Regions from separate parts of the Mus musculus genome. Here region 2 is linked to region 1. Evidence: chromatin contacts called from public Hi-C data. All regions are on one chromosome and are shown on one strand. The core of a region is the stretch at or near the end of the contact, and the rest is flanking DNA. Distances in the headings are between cores, read along the strand shown. Region 1 overlaps Gm35242 (a long non-coding RNA gene). Region 2 has its middle 15 kb from the start of Gm35332.

Region 1 (2,787 bases), core at 237-2,736:
GCGTCTCCCAAGACCACGTTTTGCAGAGGTACAATTACATATAACCAGGAGGCAGATGCGGGAGGGAGGGATTGGCTGGAGTTTGAGGTAAGAGCTTGGTGACCTCCCCAGACCTCCTTCTACAAGGAACATCAAGAAGTCCGCCCTTGTGAAGGGTCTGATGACCCCACCTCCAAGCTTTCCTTCTGTGGGAGCATGCCAATAGGCCTGAGCTTATGGATGCTCTCGTGCCAATATTCATAGGCATTTTGGCTAAAACTGTGATTTCTGTCATGCCCAAAGGATAGCATTCCACACAGGATACAACACCTGAGTGATTGATAATGGAATAATCAAAAAGCGCTAAGCTCAGAGGAATTGCGGTCTTTATTGATAAGTCGTTTAATTATAAGTGTGCCTGGTTACATTTCAACAATGACCGTGTTTGACAGCTGTCTCTCTAAATGATAGAAGGAATCTGTCTGGCCTGCCGCAGTGCACGCCATTTCTCTCTGCAATCAGGACAAACTGTCTTCCCTTGTGTTCGAAGCCACGCAGAACCCAGAGGTGCTGAGGCAATGTTGTCCCAGGAAGGAGCTCTCAGAGAGAAACAACAGGAAGAAGTCAGAGCTCTAGAGACAGTGTTCACCTGGTACAGTGGCAGTCAGTGTTGCTACAGGGAAGAGTTAGCCAAGGAGGGCTGGAGGAAGGAGAGAGTGGCAGGGATTACATAGGACCTGTGACTCGGAGGCCCCTGGTCCTGGGTCCTGACCCTGTTGCTTACTAGGTGACCCATGCAGACAGATCTCTTCTTTCCTGGGTCTGTTTTCTCTGCGTCAGTGTGGTCAAGGAGACTGCTCATTTCTTAGGACTTTAACAGGATGGGTGATGACAGTGTGGGACTGTGCCAAAAGCAGGTATCACAGTGGCCCAGGAGGCAGTGACAATGCCTCCCCTCTTAGAAGAGCACAGAATCCCAGTAGTTGTGAGAAACCTGATTTGGATTGTAGGGACCTTGGGCTGCACTGCCCCGTGCTGGGGGGTACTCAGCCCCTCATTCTGGGGTGCTGTGCCTACTTCTCTGTGGCCACCACGGTAGAAAGATGCAGGCTGTATGAAAGCTAGGGTCTCTTTAAGTCTGGACTAGGAGAGTAGGATCAGGAATGCAATGGGCAGTGTTCAGGAGCAGAGAGTCTTCTTAGAGAGTTTGAAAATGGACTTCTACATTGAAGGCCCTCACCTTTGCTTTCTCCTGAGAGATGGGTCAAGTGGTGCCTTCTGGGACTGTGCTGTGCCCTGAAAGGATTAATCTATTCTCTGGTTTGCCCAGGACATCAAGGCTGGACTCATCAGTTCCAGAAGTGTGCTGGGGGTGATGCCACAAGGTTGTCATTTCACTGAGAGCAAACATATCACTCACCCTGGTCCTAAGAAAACAGGGGACTGAAGAAATTGAACTGCCAGTAGAGAATTGTCCCCTAGATGGACATGTGGAAAACAGCTCTGGAGAGCCTAGCTTGTGACTCACAGGCAGTATCCCCCTGCCCCCCACTGCAGCTGTGGGCAGCGTGGCCACCTTCTGATTCACGTTTTCCAAGGTTACCCAGAAAAATGGAAACCATCTGGATACACCAGCTCCCACCCAGATGGATGCCCGCACAGTTCTCAGACTGGCATAGAAGCTTCCATAGTCCCTGCTTGCCCAGAGCAGCTTCCTCAGCTCTAAGGTCTGTCTAGCTCCATCATCATTGAACTCCAGGCCCGCTGATCCAGAAGGCTTCCACACAGGGCACCAAATGGACATGGAGGTGCCTGCCTGTAGCGAGGGTCCTTTTAAGGTCCCTTACTTGCTGTTCTTCTGGGTAACTCCAGGACGTCATGTGGTGCTCCTTCCATGAGCCATTTCTCATCTGACTTGGGTGCTGACACAAGGCTTCCTCTCTAATTTGGGGTTCTGAATATAAGGCAAAGAAAGGAGGGGTGTCCAGAAGGGAAGGCCATCCTGGGAGAGCCCTCAGAGGTTCCCAGCATCTGCTGTCTTGGGAATATCGCTCCAGCTGTGTGCAGCTGGCATCTCACAGTCCGATTACATGTGTGTGTTTGTGTGCGTGCGCGCACATGTGCGCAGATTTATGAAGAATTTTCCCATATGATAAGCCCCACTTGCATTTTAGATCTAAGAGCACCCAGTACAATCTAGAGCCTGGTAAAGGTTGCTCTCCTTGCCAGCTGCAGGGCCAGACTGCCTGGCCCTATTCCTACTCCCACATTGGCTGCCTGGCCCAGTTTCCTGGGGACAGTAATGGTTCATCTAGAGACTGCTGGAAGCCTGGAGGAGACACACCAGCTCCCTGAGGCCCTGGGGAGCACTCAGACAGACTTGGGGTGGGAGAAGGACAGAGAAAGTAGCCATTATAAAGTCACTACTGTGGGGTCCTGGAGTGTTGCCTGTCCTCTCTGGCTTGGGGTAGTAGTTTAAGTGTCCCTTTCAACAGCCACCCAGTTCCATTGGCCTTGAATGAGTCACCCCTTTAAGGCCAGCATGTGAAGCTAACATGGCTGTAAGAATCCTCCTGTTCTCTTGTTCTTGCAGACAGGCTGTGTTTCCATCAGCTACCCATCCTTGCTGTGGGCTTCACCTCTCTCCCAAAACCTTTTCCACCCCATTGCTCCAAAAGCCTAGGAAGGTTTGGACTCTGATTGTGGGCACATGGAGATGCTGGTCTGAGTGAGGTCCTGTTTCTAGAGACGGCAGAGATCTGTGTGGTGGACGGTGGCAGATCTGGTGCAGAAGCAAGGGTGAGAGGC
Region 2 (2,700 bases), core at 50-2,549, 67 kb before region 1:
GTTGAAGGATGTAAGGCCAGTTCAGTCCCAGAAAAACAAAAACAACAAACAAACAAACAACAACCTGAAGATCTGTTTCCCCAAGAAAAAGAGGTCCCTTAAACAAAAAGGCAATCCAGATAATATTTATTTAGTCAACATTACAAAGACATAGACAAAGCCAGTAGTGCTTGAAGTTGTGTGTGTGTGTGTGTGTGTGTGTGTGTGTGTGTGTGTGTCTGCGTGTGCGTGTGCATGAGTGTTCGCGTGGGTGTTCACAGCTTCTCCAGAGTGCAGATGGTTGTATAAATAATCACTCTAATGAGTTCCTTTGTGTGTATGCACACACATACACACATATATACACATGTACATATTGGTTCTGTTCCTCTAGAGGAGTCTGCCTAATCCATTGAGGATGGCTTGGTCCATTTCCAGAAATCTTCTCTTTTGGCTGCTGGCTCCATGTCAAAGCCTGGAGCTCCTGGCTGTACCCTCCAGGGCGGTTGCTTAGTCCCTCAAATATCAGCTTTGTGGTTTGTGAAGGAGATGGAAGACTCACTTTTATACTGTCTTTAACATTAAAGGAGACAGCACCTGAGGAGCTGTGGATAGCTCCAAACTCCTTTTGTGATATGTAGCAACACCTGAATTCAGTTATTGCTTTAACTGCTGTGTGTTGACCAGCCACCATACATGGGATGCTATACATACTCAGGAATGTAGCAGCAAGAAAATAGGACATGAGATTAGCCTCCCAACCCTCTGTTCTGGGGACACGAGGCACAGAGCAAAGACAACACATTCTGTGAATGGCATGTTCAATTGTAAAGGTTTTTCAAAGGCTAAACCCTTAGAACTGGCTCTTGATTTAAACTCAGGATGGGAAGATGGCAGAACCTTCCCTAACACTTTGTAACTATGTGGGCTTTGTGGGGGTTGAGTGGGCTCTCTGTGTGTGTGTGTTGGTATGGGTGGGTGCACACAGAAGCGGAGACTGGTGTCTGTCAGTATGTATTTTTTATTGCTTCTTCAGTTTGAGACCAGGTCTCTCACTGAAGTCTTGTGCTTGCTACCTTATATAGAAAGGTTGGCCAGAAAGCCTAGGGGGACCCTCCTGTCTCCATGCCCCAGCAATGGGAATGCAGACATGTGCCATCCCACCCTGCCTGGCATCATGATGCAGGTGCTGAGAATCTGAACTTATGTCCCCATGCCTGTGCAGTGAGCCTGTCACCTTCTGAACCATCTCTCAGCTCTGTGTGGACTCCTCTCCTGAAAAGCCACCATATCCACCCTTACAAGGAAGAGTCAGGGGTTTTCATCATGCTGAAAAAGGTTTTGGCATGCACCCAACTTGCGGTTAGATTTAGTTCATGAAGTCTGGCTGTACATTTGAACATTTAGAAGCACAGTTCAACCACTTGATTTTTAGATTCGGAACAAATTGGAGGTCTTTATTCTCATACCTTCTCATGCTCCTGGGGCAATAAATAGACTTGGGTGTGGAAGGAAAACCCAGTCCCGCACACTTAACAAAAGTGGACCCCACAGCCAAGTACCGGCATGACTCACTGCCGTCCTGTAAGAACCAGAGGCCATTGCTCCCCTCCTGTCTGAAGTTGGTGGAGGTGGGTGTGGGGCTCAGACTGTTTTAGGACTTCAGGATAATTTAATAAATGAGTCACTTTCCACACACAGAAAGAGCCCAAGTATGCAGCTCTTCGGGAGGCTTTGGATGTATCCCATCTGTTCTTTGGGACTTTGAACCCACAGCTCTCTTCTGGCCTTAGTGATTCTAAGGGAACCTTCTGTGAAAAATGACTTAGCAACTCCAGCTCAAACACACAACATGTATACATTACTCATTGGTGGCCACATCAGGCCTGGCTTGATGGGTTTATAAAAAGTCATGACTGTGTAACAGTGGATACCTTGGAAACAAACAAAAAGCAAGAGCGAGAGGTTCATTAGAAAAACAGACTAAATAGAACAGATAAATTGTTTCTTGTACATACGGCTCTGGGAGGCCAAGCACTTGACCTTGAGGGCTAACTCAGAGGCACAGTTTAACGGTTGCTTCGGACAGTGTATGCCCCAGCGGGCCTCCACTGGGTCAGGTCTGTTTCAGGTGAGCATCCAGAGCAGCATTTCTAGGACTGGCTCATCTCTAAATGCCAGCGGACATGTCTAAGACTTATGTTTTCCTAGATGGAACCTCCTAGGGAGTAAGAGCACCTCTATTCCACATGGGTTTTCATAGAATATTTTATTAGTCCTTTGAGAGTTTCAAATATGTATACAATATATTTTGATAACCACACCCCTACTCCTCCTCTTAACCCCTTTCATGTCTACCCCACACACCACACCACCGACTTTAGGTCCTATTTTTTCCCAATAATTTACTTAGTCTAAATTGTGCTGCCAATATACTTCTGGGTATGGGGCAACCCACGGAAGCATGGTAATGCTAACAGGGACTGCATCCTTAATCCTTAAAGAAAATGGATTCTCCCTTCCTCAGCAGCTGTTAAATCCCAATAGTTCCTCAGGCATGGGCGGGGGGCCTTTAGTGCCCTCTTCTCCACTTCAGAATGGTGACTGGATTGATCTTGTGTAGTTCTTATACAGGCTTCCACAGCTGATGTAAATTCATGCATGTGATGGTCTGGTCACACTCAGATGATAATTTGAAGGAAACCAAGAGAGTTTTTGACT

Evidence for each region. A called contact is a pair of places that touch in the nucleus more often than the background predicts.
Region 2: a contact with region 1 is called in a Hi-C map of the C2C12 cell line, with 3 times the contacts expected there. The contact joins two enhancer-like sites. A contact is called at or near these places in 11 of 484 Hi-C or Micro-C datasets (the C2C12 cell line, cumulus cells, embryonic fibroblasts and 6 more) and 4 of 115 datasets of contacts at active chromatin or transcription factors (embryonic fibroblasts, fibro-adipogenic progenitors, heart atrium and 1 more).

Annotation. Positions count from the first base shown.
Region 1 is chr1:90,651,515-90,654,301 of GRCm38.p6, reverse strand. It overlaps Gm35242 (a long non-coding RNA gene), which reads right to left. Exons shown (of 3, transcript XR_387261.3): 3 at 361-1,933. Among named protein-coding and RNA genes, the nearest start is that of Gm35242, 3.8 kb to the right of the region's middle. Within about 2 kb of position 1,486, at least 19 of the 459 cell types and tissues checked have an H3K27ac peak or open chromatin away from gene starts, as enhancers often do. A contact at or near this core is called in the C2C12 cell line and embryonic fibroblasts, where this site is marked.
Region 2 is chr1:90,717,985-90,720,684 of GRCm38.p6, reverse strand. No RefSeq gene overlaps it. Among named protein-coding and RNA genes, the nearest start is that of Gm35332, 15 kb to the right of the region's middle. Within about 2 kb of position 1,299, at least 44 of the 459 cell types and tissues checked have an H3K27ac peak or open chromatin away from gene starts, as enhancers often do. A contact at or near this core is called in the C2C12 cell line and embryonic fibroblasts, where this site is marked.